Linked DNA regions of Sus scrofa: region 2 is linked to region 1. A link is a contact called in public Hi-C data. All regions are on one chromosome and are shown on one strand. The core of a region is the stretch at or near the end of the contact, and the rest is flanking DNA. Distances in the headings are between cores, read along the strand shown.

Evidence for each region. Hi-C and Micro-C count contacts between places; a contact is called where the count stands out from the background.
Region 2: a contact with region 1 is called in a Hi-C map of skeletal muscle, with 2.4 times the contacts expected there. The contact joins the enhancer-like site here to the promoter of MSI2 in region 1. A contact is called at or near these places in 1 of 5 promoter capture datasets (liver), 9 of 47 Hi-C or Micro-C datasets (epiblast stem cells, fetal liver, heart right ventricle and 2 more) and 1 of 2 datasets of contacts at active chromatin or transcription factors (skeletal muscle).

Annotation. Positions count from the first base shown.
Region 1 is chr12:33,535,035-33,540,822 of Sscrofa11.1, reverse strand. MSI2 (RNA-binding protein Musashi homolog 2-like) reads right to left here and starts at 3,548. Exons shown (of 13, transcript NM_001315780.1): 1 at 3,487-3,548; 2 at 3,154-3,194; 3 at 2,760-2,841; 4 at 1,957-2,041. The coding sequence starts at 3,548. It overlaps LOC110256167 (a long non-coding RNA gene), which reads left to right and starts at 3,877. Exons shown (of 3, transcript XR_002337445.1): 1 at 3,877-4,484.
Region 2 is chr12:33,650,958-33,656,001 of Sscrofa11.1, reverse strand. The region is part of intron 5 of MSI2 (RNA-binding protein Musashi homolog 2-like); the gene reads right to left. Among named protein-coding and RNA genes, the nearest start is that of MSI2, 120 kb to the right of the region's middle. Within about 2 kb of position 2,116, at least 12 of the 83 cell types and tissues checked have an H3K27ac peak or open chromatin away from gene starts, as enhancers often do. A contact at or near this core is called in skeletal muscle, where this site is marked.

The DNA of each region.
Region 1 (5,788 bases), core at 2,299-4,798:
GTGTGCACGCTGAGATCTCGAAAAGGAGAGGATGGGTCAAGATGTATGCATGGCAAATCCCAACCTTTTGCACATCCCTGTCAACTCTTTAAAAAAAAAAAAAAAAAAGAACAGAAAAGAAAACTACCAAAAATGAAAACATGAGTTAGTTAGGTACAGCTCTACTTACTGGAGCTACAAATCCTCTAGGAAAAGACTAGGGGACTATTTTGGATGTGAATGGCCGTTACCTAAACAAAGCTTTTAAGGTAACGGGTAAACAAGATCCTCGCTTCCATGTCAATAAACCAACCGCGTCTGCCTCCTGCACTGCACGTTGAAACAAAGTCAAAAGCTAGGTTATACTACATAATAGCCACCTAAACATGTCTACAAACAATTAGGGAGGGACCACCACAGGCCTTGCACCTGATACGGCGGCGAGAGATGACCCACCACCAGCCACGAGAGAAATCAAGTACTGTATTTCTCCAACCCAGGGTGGGCAGAGGGATGGATACCAAATTCCCCAATTTGCCTTGAAACATCTTTCCCCGTTAATGTTACTCGCTTTTTGAAATGTCTAGCCACGAAGTCAAGGAGATAAGAATTCTTCAGACATCAGGGATCACCCTGCAAACCCTGTCCCTGAAATTTAATGACCTAAAAGTACACCAGTACTTTGGGCCACAAGTTACCACAGGTCCAATGCAATTAATAAGGCAACTTAAAGTGTGTGTGTGGGGGGGGGGGGTCTTCTCCAGAGCTGGGGAGGAGGCATGCACCTGATGTCTGATCAGAGAAACAGGGTGAATTTGCAAAATCAATTCAAGGGCACCAAAGGTGGCCAGGTTTTGCTTTTCAGCTCTTCCATACAGGGTTAAAGCCCAAAAGGACTTCAAGACTGCTCTGTCCCACTCCTTTATTTTACAGAAGAGGAAACTGTGGCCTAGAGGCAGGGAACAACTTGCCGGGTCTTGAACCAGCAGCTGGGCCTAGAATCAGATTCCTTGCCTTCTCCCTCCCACCCACCCACCACAGAGGCGAAGCCCCCAGCAGCCCAGCACTGCATCCCAGCACCACCTCGGATCCCCTGCCCCTGCTTTAGGTGGACGTACAAAAGCCAGTACTGAAATTCTCCTAGACAGACACACAGGGAAGGCAGGAGAGCCAGCATAAATCAGATCAACTCCCCTCCCACTCCCCCATAAAATGTATTATTATCCACTGATACTTTCTTCCCTTCTGGCCTCAAAGAGACTTTTACCCCCCTCAACCCTGGACTTGAAAACCTTCTAATGCTATAAAAGTACCCACACTCAAAATAAAGGATCGAGGGAAAGAAAAGAAAAGAAAAAGAAAAAGAAAAAAAAAAAAAAAAGACACGTTGAAACCCAAGGCCTTATCAGCCTTAGATTTCACACCATCTGGAGTCACCCACTGCCTGCCCAGCTTGGCTCTGTAAAGCCTCTTTCTTTCCCTTCTCAAACCACATTCCCAGCCCGAAGTGCCCAAGAGGAACCTGTTGCCTGGACTGTGATTAGCGCCCCCTCACCTCCTTCCGCCCCCTGTCCCCCTCCGCCAAGCAGGCTGTGCCTTCTAAGAGCCAATTCCTACAGCCACAGTTGGTAACGCGGGCTGTGCTCGGCTGACAAAGAAAAGTTGCCTCGGCTCTCTCTCGGTGGTGGAGTTTCTTTGCATGGTCCTTTGGCCTGGAAGATAGCCTCTCCCCAAGCCGACCCCTCCCCCAAGCCTAGGCTGGGCAGCCTCAGGGGCTGCAGGGAAACAAGCTCTAAAAAGAAAACCCCCAACCCAGCCGTCGCAGCAAACTTTAGAACCAACTCGCAAGCTCTACTTCAAAGTACCCACTTCTCAGCACAGCAGCAAAAGAAGGCACTGTCTCTTTAAATAGGGCTGTCAATGCCCAGATCGGTCCTGAAAAGGGGCGAACAACAACAACAAGGAAAAGCAACCTACCGTCTTGGAATCTAACTCGTGGTGGGGCTGACCTAGTACTTTATCTACACTTGCTGGGTCTGCGAACGTGACGAAACCGAAGCCTCTGAAATGAGACAAAGAGGGAGAAAAACAAACAAGAAAATGTGACACCGTTGAGAGCAACAAGGAGTGAGCCCCAACGCAGAATGGAAAGCAAAAAGTTGCCCCCACGCACCCCCACTCCCCGGCGCCCTCCCCACCCCCTCCTGCCTACAGCCCTCCGCCTCCCAAGGAAACACATCAAGGTTAATGGGGGAAGTGGAACGGGGGCAGGGCGGCTGGAGGTAACTTGGAGAACGCTGGTATCTCCACTCTTTCGCCACCTCAATCTCTCTCCTCCTCCTCCTCCCTTCCCTTTCTTTAACGCTTTGTTTTATTCCGAAGAAAACCCAGCACTTAGAGGAGATTCATCCAGCTTTCCAAGAGGGGCTTTAAGAGTTTGGGGAACTGGGAGTGCGGGGAAAGGATACATAGGGAAGGGAGGGGAAAAAAAAGAAAACTATGTGGAAAGTGAATGGAAGCTGAATGTCATTTGAAACAGGAGAAAAAGAAGCGACGGAGAAATGACTTAAAGCAGAAACATGGGCATCTCTGTAGCCAGAGTTCAGCCCCAATTAATAACCTTTGGGGTTAATGGGGGGGGGAGACTGAGCGACGTTCGAAATCAGCCACATGCCTGAGCCCCATTCTAAATCCGCTTAGCTACTACCGAAGACACCTCCAAAAATAACACTTAAACTTTCTTCTAAAATAAAGACAAAATCCAGAAGGGAATGGTTTACCTGGAGCGTTTCGTAGTGGGATCTCTCATGACCATACATTCTCTAATTTCTCCAAATTTGCTAAAATAGTCTCTAAGGCTATCTGTAGAGAGAAAGAGAGAGATGGGGGGGGAGAAGGTGTGGGGAAAAAAAAAAGCAATGCAAATTTTGATCAAGGACAAAAACCAAAAGTAGTTTTCTGTTGTTATTCTGGGGGGTTTTTTGCACACGCGGGGGAAATTCGGCAACAGAGGTCGCGTAGAGGGCTCGGAAAGGATTTGCTATTTAAAAAAATAACCTTGCACAGGAGAAGTGGGGAGCCAATGGCGGGGGGGGGCTCCTACACCGGGATAACAAAGAGCAATAAAGAAGCCAAGAAGGGGGGGACCCAGGCGTCCCCCCCTCCCTCCCTTACCTGGTGAGGTCTGCCAGCTCAGTCCACCGATAAACATTTTACTAGAGGGAGAAAACATAACAGAAGTGAGCACCGATGTCAGATCGGCCATTTTGACGTGTAACTTACAAAAGCTAAAAGGAAAGCAGGGGGGAGCGAGCGAGCGAGAGCCGGGAGGTGGGGTGGGGGAGAAGGTGACGGCGAAATGCAATCCAAAGGTGTGTAACTTCCACGGGGGGGCGCGCGGGAGGGGCGGGGGGGCGCGGGAGATGCCCGGCTCCGCGCACCGCCGTCCCCGCCGCTGCAAGGAGAGCGAGCCCGAGGCGGCGCGGTGGGCAGCGGCTGGAAACTTACCCGGGGTCGTGCTGGGAGTCGTTGGCGCTGCCCGAGGTGCCTTGGCTCCCATTTGCCTCCATATCTGAGCCCCCCCGCCCCCCCACCCCCAAAAAACCGAGCCCCACAGCGATCGGAGCGGAGCGGCGGCCGGCTCCGAGCCCCGAGATCTCCCGCTCCCTCCTCCCCCTCCTCCTCCCCCCCGCCCGGGCTCCTCCGAATCTCTCAGCGAGCGGCGGAGCCGGGGCAGCGGCGAGAGCCGTCACACGTGGGCTCGGCTTAGCTCAGCCCCGCTGCTCGCACACCCCCCGTCCCCGCCCCCCCGGCCCATCCCCACCTCTCCCCCTCCTCCTCCCCACCCCCATCCCCTCCTCCTCCCCCTCCTCCCGGCGCACGTGGGGCGGAGTTCTAGAACGTCGTGTAACCAATGCCGGTGACGTCACGCACCCCGGTGCGGCCCCCGCCTGCCGCGCGCGCACACTCGGCCCCCCGCAGCCGGACCCACGGGGGCGGTGCGCGAACCCCGCGGCCCGAGGGGCCCCGCCTCCGGGCGGGCCGGGCCGGGGGGCGGGGGGAGCGCACCCCGACTTCCCTCGATCACATGGGCTGCGTGGGGAGGGTGGATCGGGGGAGGGGGAAGCGCGGGGAGCTGGCCACCGCTCCGCACTCGGGCTGGGGAGAAGACGCCCCCCACCCCTTCTAGGTCGGCCTCTCCATTCAAGTTCCCCAGCCCCAGCCGCCGGGATCCGGGGATGGCACCAGCCGCCCTCCCGGCTCTGCGCCCTTTTTCCAGCCACCGCGCAGAAATTTAGGTCAAGGACGTCGGGATCAAACCCAGACCCTGGCGCTCCTCGGGCGGCCCCCGAGACCCCTCTAGGTCGGGGGCCTTCAGGATTGCGGAGACCCTCCCGCACCAACGCCAGCCACAAGTTTTATTTTCCTCTCGCGCTGGAAGTTCTCTCTGGCTCTCGCTCCAAACCGGCACGTCTTGCGCCGCTCCCCGCCCTTCCCTGGCAGAGGTACGAAATCCGTGCCCGGGAAAGGTTATTTTGGAACTTTGAGGAAACTGACGCGATTCCAGTGGTGAGAAAATGCCGAAGAAAGGGTTTCCGCGTTAATCATAGGGAGTTTAAAAAATATAATAAAATAGGTTTATAGGGGTCAAGGTCAAATGATTGGAGTTCAAATCAAATTTTTGCGTATAAAGAGAAATAGTTTGGGAGCACCTCCGGGAGGGCTGGGAAGGGTGGTTATTTGAGGAAACCCCTCTCAACCCCTTCGTTTTATGTATGTCTTATTGTTTCTATGCTGAGGTAGAGAAGTGCATGAAATGTAAATTAAGACCAAGCCCCCCACCATCTGTGGAGGTAGCTGAGGGTGGCAGAAGGCTTCAAATACGCTCACCCTGGCCACCTTAGGAGTAGTGGTGCAGCACAGGTCCTGGTACACAGTAGGTGCTTAAAAAGTGCTGCTTCTCATCCTTTCCCGCACTGATAACTCCAAAAAGACGTTTCTGTAGCTTCCCCCAAACATCTCACATTTAAACAGCAAATTTCAGGCGGGCCAAATTCAGGCTGGATTCAATTTATGGGGTATTTAAAACAATAAGGATGTAATTATCCTTATTGTTTTAAATCATTACAATAAATTGAGTTAATATGGCATGAGGGGCAACATAAAGTTGTGGTTCATCAAATACTCAGATTAATGTTAAGCATGAATTGATGCCCAATTAACACTTTTCCATTCATTTTCATTGGATTAGGACACAATGGAATACACTCAATGCCAAAACTGTACCAAATCCACTGTGGCTCTTGGGAAAATGGAATCTTTGGAAAATCCCAACATCAGCCAAAGCCTTGAGTGACCAGACTCTTATTAATCTGTCTCCTAAACTGGGATCATTCTTCCTTGATAGAGGGAGGGGAGGGATTGAAATGAACACATGGAAAAGTCCCTTTTTGATTGCAAGCCCACATGAGCTGTGAGCTGTGTGCCTTATCAATCATTACTTCATGTGATTTTTAGAAGGCACTTTAAAACTTTAAACCCAAGCATTTTCCCTCCCTCCAAACTGCTTTCCGAATCATCTGGGGTCCTGTGTATGGAAGAGCCAGTTGTTATTACGGTAATTGTTTATTGTGGCTATTCTCAATACCAAACAGAGCTAATTGGATTTTGTGTGGGATTTTTACACGAGACCCGCAGACCATCAGAGGCAGAAAGGCCTTTCCTGGTCCAACCCCTCATCTTACATCGGGGAGCCCAGAGGAACCAGGCTTTCCAGGCTACGCCCCACCTCCACCTGTCAGTTCCTTAC
Region 2 (5,044 bases), core at 867-3,366, 120 kb before region 1:
GGGGTCTAATCGGAGCTATAGCCGCCAGCCTATGCCAAGGCCACAGCAACGGGGGATCGAGCCACGTCTGTGACATTCACCACAGCTCAACGCCAGATCCTTAACCCACCGAGCAAGGCCAGGGATCGAACCTGCAACCTCATGGTTCCTGGTCAGATTCGTTAACCCCTGAGCCACGACGGGAACTCCTAGGAGGTTCCTTTTCAATGGCAGCTTTAGGCTTGTCTATTAAATAAAGTCTGTCCAACCATGCTTTATTCCTGGCGGACAGGCTCAGCAGCAGAGGCAAAGCCCTTCTCAGGTCACATGGCTCAGCAGCAGAAGCAAAGAGGTCTCTGAACCCATGGTCCCTGAACAACGACTGACCGCCCCTCTGAACACACTTTATTCTCATTGTCTCCCCACTGAAAGCTGATGGGTGAGGTGAGGAGGTAAGGCCCCTGTCCAGTGAGACCCGCTGCAGTTCTGTCACAGAACCAACAGGATGGCATCGTCTAGACTTGCTGCAGGGCCAATGTGATGTCACTTTTGACAAACTAACTAAAAATGGTACAAGGGGCACCCTGTCATTCCCATCTCTAGAAGCAAAGAGGGCTACCAATCAATGGATAAAAGCAGGCCTGGGAATTGGCTTCATGGTGTTTCCGCAAAGCTCACTAAGTGATTCTGAGCTGCAGTGTAGTTTGGAAATCACTGGCAGCAAAAATTCCATGGTGAGGCCAGTATGAAACCATTTCTGCCCCAAAGATGGGTGAATAAAGCCAACACATCATGATGTTTGATATCACCATTCCCTCAGTTTGCTGTTCCTTCTTTCTAGGATGCTTTTCCTTTCCTTGCCTACCTGGAAAACTCCTATTCATCCTTCAAAGTCCAGGTCCAAATAAGAAAACAATTTTCCTGTTTTCAAACAATTCTTCCTGTTTTCAAACAATAAAGCCTTCTCTGACAATCCCCTGGCCAGCTACCCACCAGCACCTGCCATCCAGCCCTGGAGCTGTGCCTCCTCAGTACCCAGTACATAACTTCAACTTGCCACTCATCCACCTATGTTCTAAATTCCGTGGTTCTCAAACATTTCCCTGCCACATACTTTTATACGCTCGAAAAGCAAGGACCACCTCAAGCCCTTTTGCTTTTGTGTGTTATATCTATCAACGTGGGCTGTATTAGAAATGAAAACTGAGACCTGTTTGAGCAAGAATACACACCTCCCATTAGCCATCAGAACAATGATGTCAACACAGATCATGTAGCCTCTGGAAAATTCCACTGGACATTCATGGAAAGGATGAGAGGGGGAAAAGCCAAATAAAGTTTTGAAATGCTGATGAAAAAACTTTTGGACCACACAGAAGACTCCTTCAAAGCGTCTCAGGGATGCCCAAGTGTCCCCAACCGACAACTGAAAAACCACTGTTCTGATGCATTCTTTTGCATGTCTTGTGTTCTCCTTATTCTGGGACCTGCTCAGGGCAGGGCCTTACCTTATGTCTTTCTGTGTCCCTGATGCCCACGGGGGTGAATTCCCTTAACCTCTGCCTCCCTGAGACCCTACAAAACCCACCTCATCAGAGAACTTGCCACACACCCATGTGTCCCCTGACCCCCGGCCTCCAGGACAGCACACAGCTGGAAGGGGTGGCCTTTCGGGGGCACAGGGCTGCCTCTGGGCATAGGCCCATCCTATGGTGATCCTGGACCATCTCCCAGAGAGAGGCTTCTGTGCAGATAAGCAACTCGGAGAGGAGCGCTCAGGACGTTTATTTATAAAAGGCTGCTCCCTGGAGAACACGGGATACCTTTCAGGCAGGGATTTAAGATCTTCTGATTTGCTTTCCACAGATTCCCCTTTAACAAGCCCCTGGGGAGGGACCGGGGAGCTGGGTCCCGCGGTTCCTAGGTTACAGGAGCTGAGGCAGCACAGACAGAGAAGGGCCGAGTCCAGCGGGGCAGGCAGGCCACGGAACCAAGGGCCTCCGCCAGACCCAAGACACCCCAGGAATCCTCAGCCAAGATGACACCCCCATAGTGACCGGTCCTCCAGAAAGGCTCCTGTAAAAATGCCCCCACCTCTGCCTGCACCAGCCCGCCTTCCTCCTCCCAGCCACTCCCCCACCTCCATCTACTCCACACACACCGTTTTCCACCAGCCGCCAGCATCTCGTTTTCTCTCCTCCAACAACTTCAAAAAAAAAAAAAAAAAAAAAAAAAAACCAAAATCACGATTCAGGGAAACACACCCACGCATTCTGCTCAGCGAGCCTGAAGCCATACTCCTCGCGTGGCTTTGTCTCGTCTCTACAACTGCTGGCGGAGGAGAAAAGAGATGCCTTTTTTTTTTTTTAAATACCCCAATGCTGCCTCATTCTTACCCTCCAAGGCCCCTAACCTGTTTGCCAGGCTAATGCTGATATCGTTATTTGAATACACGTTCGCACTCTCGGAAAACAAGCCAAGCGCTCGGAGGATCCAAGGCAAACTCAGTCTGACAGCCCCAGCCCTGACGGCTGCCAAGTCTGATGGACTCGTTGGATATATTTAGATACGGGGGAGGAGGGAGATAAAACACTGTTGTGCCACTGAACTCCAGAATCCTGTGTTGGTAACGACAGACTTGCAAATAAACAGCCAACAGCCATTCAACTGCATCATCTGGCGTCCCAGGCACAGAACCCTCGCCGCCTCCGTAAACTACATGGAATTTCAAAAGCCACCCACACGATTGCAAAAAAAAAAAGCAATTAGAAAGGGTTCTGTGCCACGATTCCCACAATTATTCTTTAGAAATAAACAAACAAATAAGTAAATATTCCTTGGCTCTCCACCCACCCACCCACCCCCACTCCCACCCCTGCTTTCCCGTCTAGAACAAATGGATTATCAAGCAAGAACCCGGCCGTGGTTACTCAATTAAGCCTTGGACCCCCTGCTTCTTCTTTGGCAAAGGTTGTTTTATTAATTTTTTTTTCATTTTTCTATCTTTTTGTCTTTTTATGGCCTCACCTGCGGTATATGGAGGTTCCCAGGCTAGGGGTCGAATCAGAGCTACAGCTGCCAGCCTATGCCATACCCACAGCCACGTGGGATCCAAACCGCGTCTGCGACCTACACCACAGCTCACGGCAACACCAGATCCTTAACCCATTGAGCGAGGTCAGGGATCAAACCTGCATCCTTATGGATGCTAATTGGGTTCATTAACCGCTGAGCCAGGACAGGAACTCCTGCAGAGGTTGTTTTAAATCGGACCTTCTCCACCACCAACTAGTAAGGGGGTAGAAAGAAAAGTTAAGGGGTTTTGGTTTTTTTTTGTACTTTCTTCTTTCTTTCAAGAGACAGAAACATGTAAAGTAGGGAGGGTGGTAACAGTGACGGATTACACACCCCTTCACCACGTGATTCACACACCTCCATCCATTGTGGGGGGCGGGCGGCGAGGAGGACACGGCTGGAGAGTCAAACTCTGGCACAGAAGGCCACCCTACAAGGGGGTTCAGGCCTCGGGCATGTGGGTTTACACCGATCGGCTTCAGTTTCCCAACCACAAGTCAGGAAGATAATACCTATCATTGGGAGGATTTATTCATTCATTGGACAAACACTGAGACTCGGCTATGTTCCAGGTACCATAGAAGATGCTGAGATCCATTCACAAGTAAAATCCAGAGTTAGACAGAGGGGCTGTATGATGCTCTGAAAACCACCAGGGATACGGACGGGGGCTCCCCTGCCGCTCAGAGCCTCTGTCTGTCCATCTCCAGCCTCTCTCACACCTTTGGCCCGTCTAGCTCACAAAGCTTCTGAGCAGGCTCTTTACTCCCCTGCTCTGCCCTGGCTGATCTAACGCCATTCTCGCCAAGTCCCTCCTGGATGCCTCCCCACAGGCGACCTTGTACTTTGCTCTTGAGTCACCCTCTACTCTTCCTCCACCGCATGTATCACAAGTTGCAGTGAAGCATCTACTTCCGGGATTATTTTAGGGTCTGTCCTCCATAATTTCCTGGAAGCTCCATAAAGGCATCAAATTCACCACTGAATCCCCCCTGTAGCATCCAGAAATGCAGTAGTAGGTACTTTGTACATAACTGGTGGGGAAATGAATGAGAGAAAGAAAGGAAGGAAGGAAGGAAGAGAAAGAAAGAAGAAGAGAGAGAGAAAGAAAGAAGGAAGGGAGGAAGGAAGGAAGGAAAGAAAGAAAGAAGAAGGAAGGAAGGGAAAGGAAGAGAGAGAGAGAAAGAAAGAAAGGAAGGAAGGAAGAAAGAAAGAAAGAGAAAAGGGAGGGAGGATGGAAAGAAAGAAAGGAAGGAAGGGAAAGAGAGAGAGAGAAAGAAAGAAAGAAGAGAAGAGAAAGAAGGAGAGAAGGAAAAGAAAGAAAGAAAAGGAAGGAAGGAAGGGAAGAAGGAAGAGAAGAGAGAAAGAAAGAAAGAAAGAAAGAAAGAAAGAAAGAGGAAAGGAAAGAGAAAAGAGGGAGGGAGGAAGGGAGGGAGAGAGGAAGAGAGAGAAAGCAAGGAAGCCATTTGATGGAGGTAGTTCAAACGCCCTTAAAGGCTTCTCCTCTACCTCTAAAAACATGATTCCAGGAACCAGTCCCGAGGCATATAAACCCTTGTGCCTCAACTTTCTCATCTGCAACATCAAGGGCTGTCAACATTCAAGACCTCCAGATTGTTTTTGAAAGTAAGTCTCAACACAGGATATGTTCCACTGAACACGGCTGGATCTTTAGAGGCAGCAAATATTTTCTTATGAAATAAAAGTAAGTCAAGTATCAACTGTTAACAGACAGGAAGTACCACAAGGTCTTAAAAACAGAGGTTCTCTTTTTTTTTTTTTTTAAGAATAAATAAACTGAGACTTTTGTTTTGGGCAAAATCCTGTGCTGTGAGGGAGAGAAATCAGTAACACTAAAAGGAAAAAGAGAAGGAAAAAAAAAAGAACCGAATAGCCTGAGCATCCCTGAGCAACTCATCTGCGTTAGCAGACCAGAAAGGATGCAGAGGCCCGAGAAAACCCTACGGTTTGTTTTTAGGAACAGACTCAA